Linked DNA regions of Mus musculus: all the other regions are linked to region 2. A link is a contact called in public Hi-C data. All regions are on one chromosome and are shown on one strand. The core of a region is the stretch at or near the end of the contact, and the rest is flanking DNA. Distances in the headings are between cores, read along the strand shown. Region 1 has its middle 37 kb from the start of Gm8817. Region 2 has its middle 24 kb from the start of Tmsb4x. Region 3 has its middle 11 kb from the start of Gm8817.

Evidence for each region. A called contact is a pair of places that touch in the nucleus more often than the background predicts.
Region 1: a contact with region 2 is called in a Hi-C map of pancreatic cancer cells, with 6 times the contacts expected there. The contact joins two enhancer-like sites. A contact is called at or near these places in 11 of 39 promoter capture datasets (the 3T3-L1 cell line, 3T3-L1-derived adipocytes, the HPC-7 cell line and 5 more), 13 of 484 Hi-C or Micro-C datasets (CD8 T cells, the G1E-ER4 cell line, LSK cells and 8 more), 7 of 115 datasets of contacts at active chromatin or transcription factors (bone marrow-derived dendritic cells, effector CD8 T cells, embryonic stem cells and 4 more) and 1 of 9 other capture datasets (embryonic stem cells).
Region 3: a Hi-C map of pancreatic cancer cells shows a contact between it and region 2, with 5 times the contacts expected there. The contact joins two enhancer-like sites. A contact is called at or near these places in 13 of 484 Hi-C or Micro-C datasets (CD8 T cells, the G1E-ER4 cell line, LSK cells and 3 more), 8 of 115 datasets of contacts at active chromatin or transcription factors (effector CD8 T cells, embryonic stem cells, extraembryonic endoderm stem cells and 3 more) and 1 of 9 other capture datasets (embryonic stem cells).

The regions. Positions count from the first base shown.
Region 1 is chrX:167,031,258-167,034,529 of GRCm38.p6, reverse strand. No RefSeq gene overlaps it. Among named protein-coding and RNA genes, the nearest start is that of Gm8817, 37 kb to the left of the region's middle. Within about 2 kb of position 1,724, at least 52 of the 459 cell types and tissues checked have an H3K27ac peak or open chromatin away from gene starts, as enhancers often do. A contact at or near this core is called in CD8 T cells, the G1E-ER4 cell line, pancreatic cancer cells and 1 more, where this site is marked.
Region 2 is chrX:167,231,680-167,235,061 of GRCm38.p6, reverse strand. No RefSeq gene overlaps it. Among named protein-coding and RNA genes, the nearest start is that of Tmsb4x, 24 kb to the right of the region's middle. Within about 2 kb of position 1,426, at least 87 of the 459 cell types and tissues checked have an H3K27ac peak or open chromatin away from gene starts, as enhancers often do. A contact at or near this core is called in CD8 T cells, the G1E-ER4 cell line, pancreatic cancer cells and 1 more, where this site is marked.
Region 3 is chrX:167,058,145-167,061,245 of GRCm38.p6, reverse strand. No RefSeq gene overlaps it. Among named protein-coding and RNA genes, the nearest start is that of Gm8817, 11 kb to the left of the region's middle. Within about 2 kb of position 1,330, at least 3 of the 459 cell types and tissues checked have an H3K27ac peak or open chromatin away from gene starts, as enhancers often do. A contact at or near this core is called in pancreatic cancer cells, where this site is marked.

The DNA.
Region 1 (3,272 bases), core at 475-2,974, 200 kb after region 2:
TCTCTGACATTAACTCAAGGTTTCTATTTATTCACTTGTGTGTATGTGAATCTGGGTGAGTCTGTGCACCCCATCATGCATGTGCGGAGGTCAGAGAATTGGTTGGGTTGGTTCTCCCAGGGCTTGAACTCAGGCCATTAGACTTGATGCTAGGTGCCTTTACACACACACACACACACACACACACACACACACACACACACACACACACATATCATTTAGCCAGCCCTGTTTCCAAATTTCTAAGGAAGACATCAGAGTAAGATGCTAAGGCCCCTTTTGCACACAGGTTAGAAACAAGAGCAGGGCGGCTTGGGATGATTGGTGGGTCTGGGAATGGAGCTTGATTTAGATGTGATATCCTATGGAATGCATAGCCCTTGGAGATGAAAATGCCCAGAAGACCGAAGATAAAGCTTTGTAATTAAGTGCTTTGCTATTTTCAGCGTTAAAAATTCCCTGTCTCCGAACAGCACATATGTCAGAAAATAGAAACAAATACCTCTTAAATCTTACGGATTTAAGTAATAACTCTAAGAAGGAAATTGTAGTGGTTAGTCTTGATTGTTAATTTGATGTAACTCAGACTTGCCATGGAAACAAGACCCTGAACATGTCTGTGCGCTTTTCTAGGTAAATTGACAGGGGGAAGACCCACCCTAACTTGGGGCCACATCATCCTAAGGGCTGGAGTAACCTGAGCTAAAAGAAGGGAGCTGAACACCAGCATTCATTAGCTTCCTGATTGTGGACACAACCTGCCCAGTTGCCTCCTGCTCCTGCCACAGTACCTTTCTGACTGTGATGACCATAGCCCACACTCGAAGTCAAACTCAACCCTTCCTTAACTTGCTTTGTTGGATATTTTGTTGCCACAACAGACTGATACTTGCCAACAGGCCTTAGGAACTAAATCTTATCCTCCGGACCCACAGAGTAGAAAGGAGGGAACTAACCGGCCCATCTGCCCCTACCGGCCCATCTGCCCCTACTGCACATACCTGCATACACATAGTAAATAAATGAAAAGTAATAATTTTTTTAAAATCCACTTTTGAGATTTAAGCAAAATGGCTCTCCCAAGAAAAGGTTGAACTTTAACATCCTGGGGGGAGGGTGCGGGAGGGGGGAGCTGCTGGCTACTCTGTCCCTAGAAGAATAGCAGTCTCCTTTGTTTCTGGGTAATCTCTTGAACTTGGACTTCAGTCTAAAATTACAGTGTTGGTTGCAGCTGTTGGCTGGGATTTCATCCTAAGTCTGCAGCTTAACACCTTCCTTCTGTGAGGCCCCCTGTAATGACAGACTTCACATTTACTTAGGACAAGCGACAAAACATCAATGGCCACTGACCCTACTGAGAAATCAATGTGAAGAGAGAACCTCAGTGAGGCAAACTCCTTGCCCCCATTGGGAACACTCAGGAAAGACCATTTTCCTTCCAGTTCTAAAACACAGAGCAGGTACAATCTCTGTGAATTCTGCCTTCCACTAGGGTTAGAAACTCCCCCAGAGCTCTGTGAAGGCAGCTGCTATACATTAAGAAGAATATGTGTCCAATGGAGGCGATAATGTGTCCCCAAGAGGTTGGTTCTGAATGTCCTCTTCACTGAACTTGTGAACTTTTCTACTTCCTGCTTGCTGGGGAAGTCTGCCCTCTGCAAATGTGCTTAGCTTCTGCCTGCCTCTTGTTCCCAACCTTTCAGTTGACTGTGGAGACTTTCCAGTGTTTGCATTCCAGTCTCCACCTATCCCACTTTCTCAGCAGCCGATAATGAAAGGAAACCCAACACACACACACACACACACACACACACACACACACACACACACACACACACACATTTTTGTGGTTTTTATGTGAATGCCTAAAAACATGCTTCCAAACAAAGTCATGAGAGTTGGTTTAGGAAAGATTTGCTTCTCTATTCTGACGTGAACTGCAATTATTCACCCACAAGAGATTAGAATTGTATCAAAAGGAAAGAGGAGGAGACATTCCAGAGTAAATAAAAACACTTTCGGTTTACACATTAGGCTACTAGATTCAGGCATCAAACAGAAAGAGATCCTGCTGTTTATGGCTTTAGGGGAAAGAACAGTTTTGTTTTCTATTTTAATCATCATAAAATTAAAGCTGAATATTATTCTTCTAAGAATTACATATATATGACTCTCATCCCTGGATTTCTTCTCTCTCATTTCGTGTGGTAGCTCCTTTCATAATCATGTTTTAAAAGCACAGCTACAAATTCTTTAACATACTTTACAGCAATGGTATGTCTGTACCCCCTCCTCTTTAGTGTAAGTGGTGTGCAAGCATTTCGAGCAATAGGAGATGGCAGCAGTGAGACCATGTGAATCCTGAAATTGGACCATAGAAATCCTGGAGCCTCCACTGTGCCCGTCGGCAGCACTTGCTTTAAGGGTCTAAGGAACCATGCATGAAGACCAAGGACCCTTAGAACACTGTCTTACTAGTTTTCTCTTTATCTTTTAAAAATTGTGTTTTACCATTTATCTTTATGTGTTTGGGTATTTTAGCTGCATGTGTGTCTTCACCGTGTACATGCAGTCCTCACAGAGGCCAGAAGAGGACAATGAATTCCCTAGAACGATAGTTGCCCATCCCTGTGAGCTGGCTGGGAATCAAACCCAGTTCCTCTGCAAGGACTGCCAGTGCTTTTAACTGCTGAGCCACCTCTCCAGCCCCTTATTTACTTTTTGACTGCTGTGACAAAACACCAATGCACAGAGTTCCAGAGGGTTAGAGTACAGGGTGGCAGAGGGAAAGGCAGCAGGTGTCAGGCAGCTGGAGTGGTAGCTGAGAACTCATATCTAGAACCCCCATCAGGAAGCAGAATAGACACCAAATGGCATGAGTCTTTTGAAACTTAAAGCCCTACCCATAATGACTTACTTCTGGCATCAAGGCCGTCTCTCCTAATGCTTCCCAAATAGTCACCATCTGGGGACATGTCTGAGTCTTAAAGGGGAGAATTCGCTGAGTTATGTTCCCCAGCTCCCTCTTTTTAAATTCTATTTGAAATATGGTCTCATTAAGTTGCCCAGGATAGCTCACTGTGGCATCTAGGTAGGCCTTGAATTTGTCCCTCCTCCTGCAGAGCTGAGATTGCATGTGTTCATCACAATACCGGGTTCATGTGGTACCAAAGATTTAACTCGTGGCCTTATGCATGCTAGGCAAGCACTCTACCAATTGAGCTACATCCCAAGCCCAACAGCATTCATTTTGGGCTTAAGTTACATGAGTG
Region 2 (3,382 bases), core at 177-2,676:
AGTTGGCTACTCTGGAGATATTATTTACATTGGAAAACAACATTAAATATGCATATGTATATACCAATAGTCACGTGTACACGTGTCTACCTGTAGATGGAGATGGCCATCATTAACTGTCTAGTAAGTATAAATAAAAGGGGCTAGAGAGTGGCTCAGTGATTAAGAGTATTTGCTGCTCTTGAAGATGACCAGGGTTCCATTCCTTGCATGCAGATGGCAGCTTGCAGCCATCTGTGACTCCAGTTCCAGTGGATCCGATGCCCTCTGTAGGCACCAAGTACATAAGTGTGCATAGACATGAATGCACAGTTGCACATATGTGTGTACATGTGTGCACATGGATGTAGAGGCCATAGGGAAGCCTCAGTTGTAGAAGTAGACAAGTTCAGGGTCATAAGCACTGGCATGGTGGTTTTGGGGTGTTAGAAAGTGAGATTTTCTCACTGTGGCACTGCTAAGATCTTGGATGACATTACTCTTTATTAGGGATTAGAAGGATCTGTCCTATACATTTTGGGATTTTCCACAGCATTTGAGTCTTGCTGCTGCAGGCCAGTAGGGCCCTCCCTTTTGCAGCTTATATACATTACATAGAAGGAAAACATATACTAAATTCTTAGTGTGGAAGTATGGGTCCGACGGCTATGATTTGAGAGTGGCTGGCTTTAGCCTTAAAACTTGCAAAATTAAGGGGCTATGTGCCTCCACCAAAGCAACTGCTTTGCCTAGGGGAGAAAAGGAGAAAGTTGCTGGTGCTGAGAAGTGAATGCTTCTGGAGATGCAATTTCTACTACTTTGGATTGACCTTGGTGAATGCTGTATTCACACCCAGTCAGGGGATCCCATTTGTGCTCAAAGAAACGGTCACCCACACGTGAACTGAGAATCCTAGAAGCATCATGAAAGCCTTTGTAAAGATCACATCTGCAGTGAAAAGTGTGAGGTGATCAACATCTCAGACTCAGGACTCAGTCAAGGGCATCCTCAAATTTACCACATACCTATATTTTCCCATGGATGATGGGGCTTTATAAAAATAAAAGGTCCTAGCTCAGTCGGTAGAGGCCTGCCTAGAATGCACAAAGACCCATGTCCCATCCCTACACATAAACTAGATGTGGCACAGACCAATCATACCAGCACTTGGCAGCAAGGGGTGGAGGTAGAGGCAGGAGGATCAAGAGCTCAAGGTCATCGTCAGAGTAAGGTAAAAAGGCCATCCTGAGTCAAACAAAAAGACCAAAGACAAGGTACACTGCCATCAGATCAGATCAGGAGTGTCTTTCTCTCATGGCTACCTCATTTTGATATAGTTGAAGGAGCTCAATTTGTCTACGGAGACTAAGGTAAAATAAGGAGCCTAACTTAGTCAGGCTTTGTTTTTCAGAGGAACCTAGCCACTCTTATGAATCGATACCAAGGACTGCCAGCAGATGGCAGTAAAGGTCCGCCTAGTGCTCTAGCTTTGGGCTAGCCAGGCGTTCAGGGTGTGGTATCTTCATTGTTGATTTTGAAACCTGGCCCCTCACCTGCCTGAAATCTGCCAGGAAAAAAAAAAAAAAAAGGTTAAAAGCCACATTCCCACTGTATCAGAGAGCACTCCTAAACAGGGTAGTGTTCGGGAACCTCGCCCTACACAGTCAGATAAGCCGTCTACGTGGATCCAATTCAGACCTTAACAAGTAAACTCCAGTGCAAATTTTCTATTGGCTCCCAGTGATGTCACTTGCTGCGGCTGGGAGGCTGGGAGAACTGGTTTTCTTAGTGTGGGGAACCTTTGTTCTCTGCAACACCCACCTGGAACCCTGGGGCCTCACTGTGAAGCCAGGGCCCCCAAGGTATCTGGATACAGCACACTGCTTTGCTCCAGCACACCTAGAGTGCCTAAGAAATGGAAGTGCAGAGCAAGGGTTAGGTGAATTCACGGTACAGGAATGACTCTCACCTGGGCTCCATGAAACTCAGTCCCTAAGCCAAGCCAGGCTTTGTGGAGCTTTAAGTCACTCACTTGATATTAGTTCTCCCCCTGGGATGGATGGAGTTCTTAAAAGGCCCAGAGTGGTTCCAGGCCTTCTGGATTGGTTCCTGGGTTCATTAAATCACCTCACCCTTTAACCACTTTAGACTCTTTACACCTCGGGCACATTTAAAATAATATGCAAACCTTAATGAGGCAAGGGTAGAAGAATAGAAGGCCTATTACTATACAAAGTTGATTTCTGCCTCCTCCTAAACTGCCACAATTAACACTGTTCCCAAAAGGTCAACTTGATTATTTGCTTTGTCCCTTTCTGAAAGAAGCACTTGTGTCTGGCTTGTCTTTAAATATCTGCAGGTCATCTAAGAGGAAGTCCGTGGTGGTGGTACTTTTGTAGGACCTGGCCATTTGTTTACATCCAAGCTCTTTAACCCTCTACAGCTGCAGGTGGAGAATCCGTGGTTCTTCATGCTCTGCCTGGACTTCACGCTCCATTTAGCTCAGCAGTGACCCAGGTGAGCCTCTGGCCACAATGACAGCGCCATTGCCCCTCCACTACTAATAATGTGGCGGCTGTAGTTGAACTTGCTGTTAAGTCCAACAGTTCTCTTGGGTAGTTAGACTAACTGTAGCCCTTAGAGGTGGAAGAGTCGGGCATGACTGTGAGGGTGTGGGAGAAGGAGCCCAAAGCTAGTTGCCAATACACTGAGCTGACAACATGGCCTGGCCGCCCCGCTCAAAAGCTGGGTGAGCTTATTTACAGAGCTCGTCACCGCCTCAAAGCTTCACTTTGTTCACCTCTACTATCAAGGAAGAAAAAACATTCCTGAGGCTTTTCTTAAAGGAGGGCTAAACCTGAGGTGCGCTGAGAAGTGACAGTGACTGACTTGTGGGGTGGGGAGAAGCCCTTTGCAGTGCTTGCCAATTTTCTCAGCGCACGTGCCCCCTCGTGAGAGGACAGTCTCTTTCTTGCCCAAGCTCGGCTTTTGCTGCCTTCCTTGGCTCCCATACCTGGCTTTCAGCACTTCTGTGATTGCGACTCTCTGAACACTTTTCAGTCTTTTCCATAATCCCTACGGATAAAATGAATACCTTTGTAGGTCTTTTTTTTTTTTTTTCATCTCTCTCCACCTTCGCACTTCCTCCTTCTCAAGCTCACAGCAAAATTACTAGATTTGGAATGTATGCTTATGGAATAAATGAAGGGGTGACTGGAAGCTGACATTAGCAACAGTGAGGCAGGGCCTCCAGTGCCGACCTCTTAAAGCAGAAGAACACGAAATCATTTCTTTTGGGGAGGGTAGGGGGCTACTGCAGCCCTTCCTGCAAGGCATCCTGGGATCTGCAGGGAAAAGCAAGACTGTCTGGCGGAAGCAGCCCTCCCCACAGAGACCAGCTATG
Region 3 (3,101 bases), core at 81-2,580, 170 kb after region 2:
TAAGACAGAGATAGGTCTTTTTTTTTTTTTTTTTTTTTTTTTTGCCTAGCATACTATGTGCATGGAATCTGCAGAATATCCAGATGTAGAATTCTTAGCTACTTCTCAAGCAATATGTCTACCTGTGTGCTGCCATGTATTCCTCCACGCTAGTAATGAACTCAACCTCTGAACCTGTAAATGAAATGTTTTCCTTTATAAGAGTTGCTGTGGTCATGGTGTCTCTTTACAGCAATAGAAACCCTAACTAAGACAACACTGAAGAGAGTGGGGCGGGTGGATCAGAAGTACAAAAGCACTTTCAACCACATAGTGGGTTTGAGGCCATCACTCACATATTAGATCCTGTTCTTTTAAAAGGGAAAACAGGATGGAAAGAAAGAAAGAAAGAAAGAAAGAAAGAAAGAAAGAAAGAAAGAAAGAAAGAAAGAGAGAGAGAAAGCGGAAGGAAGGAAGGAAGGAAGGAAGGAAGGAAGGAAGGAAGGAAGGAAGGAAGGAAGGAAGGAAGGAAGACTGTTTGAAGGCAGATGCCAATCAAAAAGGCGGCTTTATCAATCAAAAAGGCTGCTTTATATGCCTTAACTCATCTGTTAGAAAACCACTCAGGAATTAGTTATTGAGACTGCAGATAACAGATACTGTTATTTGTATTACAATATCAATTCACTCCCTTCTTCTAAGCTAACAGCACCTCCATTCTGTATGCAGGAGCAGCCTGTCTAGCTCTGTGTCTCAGACTCTCCTGTATCCTGGAAGAGCCACACAACCTGGTTTTGGGCAGGAGGCCAAAGCACAATAGTCCTTCTGAAAAGAATCATTTTTCCGTCTATGATGAGAAAGAGACTTAGTCAGCTAGTGTGTCATTTTCCTCTTCCTTTTCAGTGTGTGTGTGTGTGTGTGTGTGTGTGTGTGTGCATACATGTAAGTGCGTATAGACATATATGTGAATGCATATGTGTATGTGGAAACCAGAGGCTGACAGTAGGCATCTTTACTTGCCACTCTCCACGTTGTGTCTTCAGACAGGTTATTTTACTGAACATGGGGTACAGTGATTGGCTAGACTAGCTGGCCAGTGAACTCGTGGTCTGCTTATGTCTGTCTCTTCCATGCTGGAGAGGCGAACTAGCGTTCCCATGCTTATGCCACAGGCATTTTATCCACTGAGCCATATCTGTATCCCCTTCCTCCTCCTGCTTGCAGTTTATACCTGCCTTGCATGTAGACAGATGCTGTCACCATGAAAGTGAAGGAAAGGCCACAGGAATCCATAAAAGTGAGTCAGACCTCCTGGAACTGGATCACAAGCACTTGTGAGACACTCAGTATTGGTGCTAGGAATGTAATTTGGGTTCTCTGAAAGAGTAGTAGGCACTCTTAACTGCTGAGCCATGTATGGATCCCCCCCCCTCTCTCTGATAATATTTACTCTATAGGTTGCTAGAAGACAAGTTTGTGCATGTATATTAAGGAATTTCTGGAATTGGTTAACTGACGTGAACAAACCTATGCTAACTGTGGGCAGCACTGTTATTTGGGCTGGGGACATGGACTACATAAGAAGGAGAGCAGAGCATAGATATATCTCTACTTTCTAACTGTTGATGCATGTGATCATCTGCTTCACACCCTGATCACCATGACATTATACTTGAACTATGAGCCCAAATACCTTCTTTTCCTCAAGTTGTTTTTGTCTGTATTTTGCTATGGTAATGAGAAAAGTAACTAATACAGAGCAGTTTAAAGGTTTCTCATTCTTTCCTTTCTTCTCTTCTTCCTTCCTTCCTTCCTTCCTTCCTTCCTTCCTTCCTTCCTTCCTTCCTTCCTTCCTTCCTTCCTTTCTTTCTTTCTTTCTTTTCTTTTCTTTCTCCCTTTGTTCTTTTCTAGATAGGGCCTCATATAACCAATGACGACCTCGAGCTCACTATGTATAGTTAAGAATGCTTTTGAACTTCTGATCCTCCTGATTCAACCTCTTGAATGTTCAACTTAAAGCTAAAGTTAAATAGCAAGATTGAGAAGAAGTAAAGAGTTCTCAGCTCTATCTGGTCCCATTACCTCTTTGATGAGCAACACCTTCCATCAGGGTGATATATTTATTAACAACTGATGAACCCACATTGACAGCATTATTACCAAAATCCAGAGTTTACCTGAGAGCTCATACTTGTTATTATTCATTCAATGGGTTTGAGCAAGTGCAAATTGGTATATTATCCACCATTCCAGAACCATACAGCTGAGCTTCACTGCCCCTAAAGTTACATCTCATTGTTGGGAAAGAGAGAATGGGAAAGAATACTGATGTGTGGGCTTCTTTTATTTTAATTTTATTTTCTTTATTTCAATATATCCAGACCTCAGTTTCCCCTCTCTCCATTTCTTCCAGTCTTCCCCTCTTCTCTTCCTCAGTTCCATTCCTCTGCCATTACCCTTCCAAAAAGAGCAGGCCTCCCAGGGATCTACAGCAAACATTTCATAACATGTTACAATAACATCATTAGGCGTAAATCTTCATATCAAGGATGGATGGGGCAACCCCCTAGGAGGAAAAGGGTTCCAAGAACAGGCAAAAGAGTCAGATACATCACTATTCCCACTGTTAGGAGTCCCATAAGAACACCAAGCAATAGCCATAACAAATATGCAAAAGACCTAGCTCAGACCCATGGTAAAGGCACTTGTCACTAAGTGTGATGATCTGAGTTTGATCCCCCCCCCAGGACCCATATATTGGCAGTAGTAAACCAACTCCTTTGACCTCCACATGTGTGTTGGGATAAGTGTGCGCACACACACACACACACAAAGTACACACACACAAAGTACACAAATAAGTATAATACTAACTTTAAAAGAATTACCTTTGCAGTGTATGAACTATATTCTATCCTTTAAAGTAAAATATCCTTTGGAAACTGTTAACTTGAAGCAAGATTTTCTAGCATAAGAGATTGGACAACAAATTTTATATCCCACTTTTTAAAAAAAGATTTATTTTATTCATGTAAGTACACCATTGCTGTCTTCAGACACTCCAGAAGAGGGCATCAGATCCCATTACAGATGGTTGTAAGCCACCATGTGGTTGCTGGGAA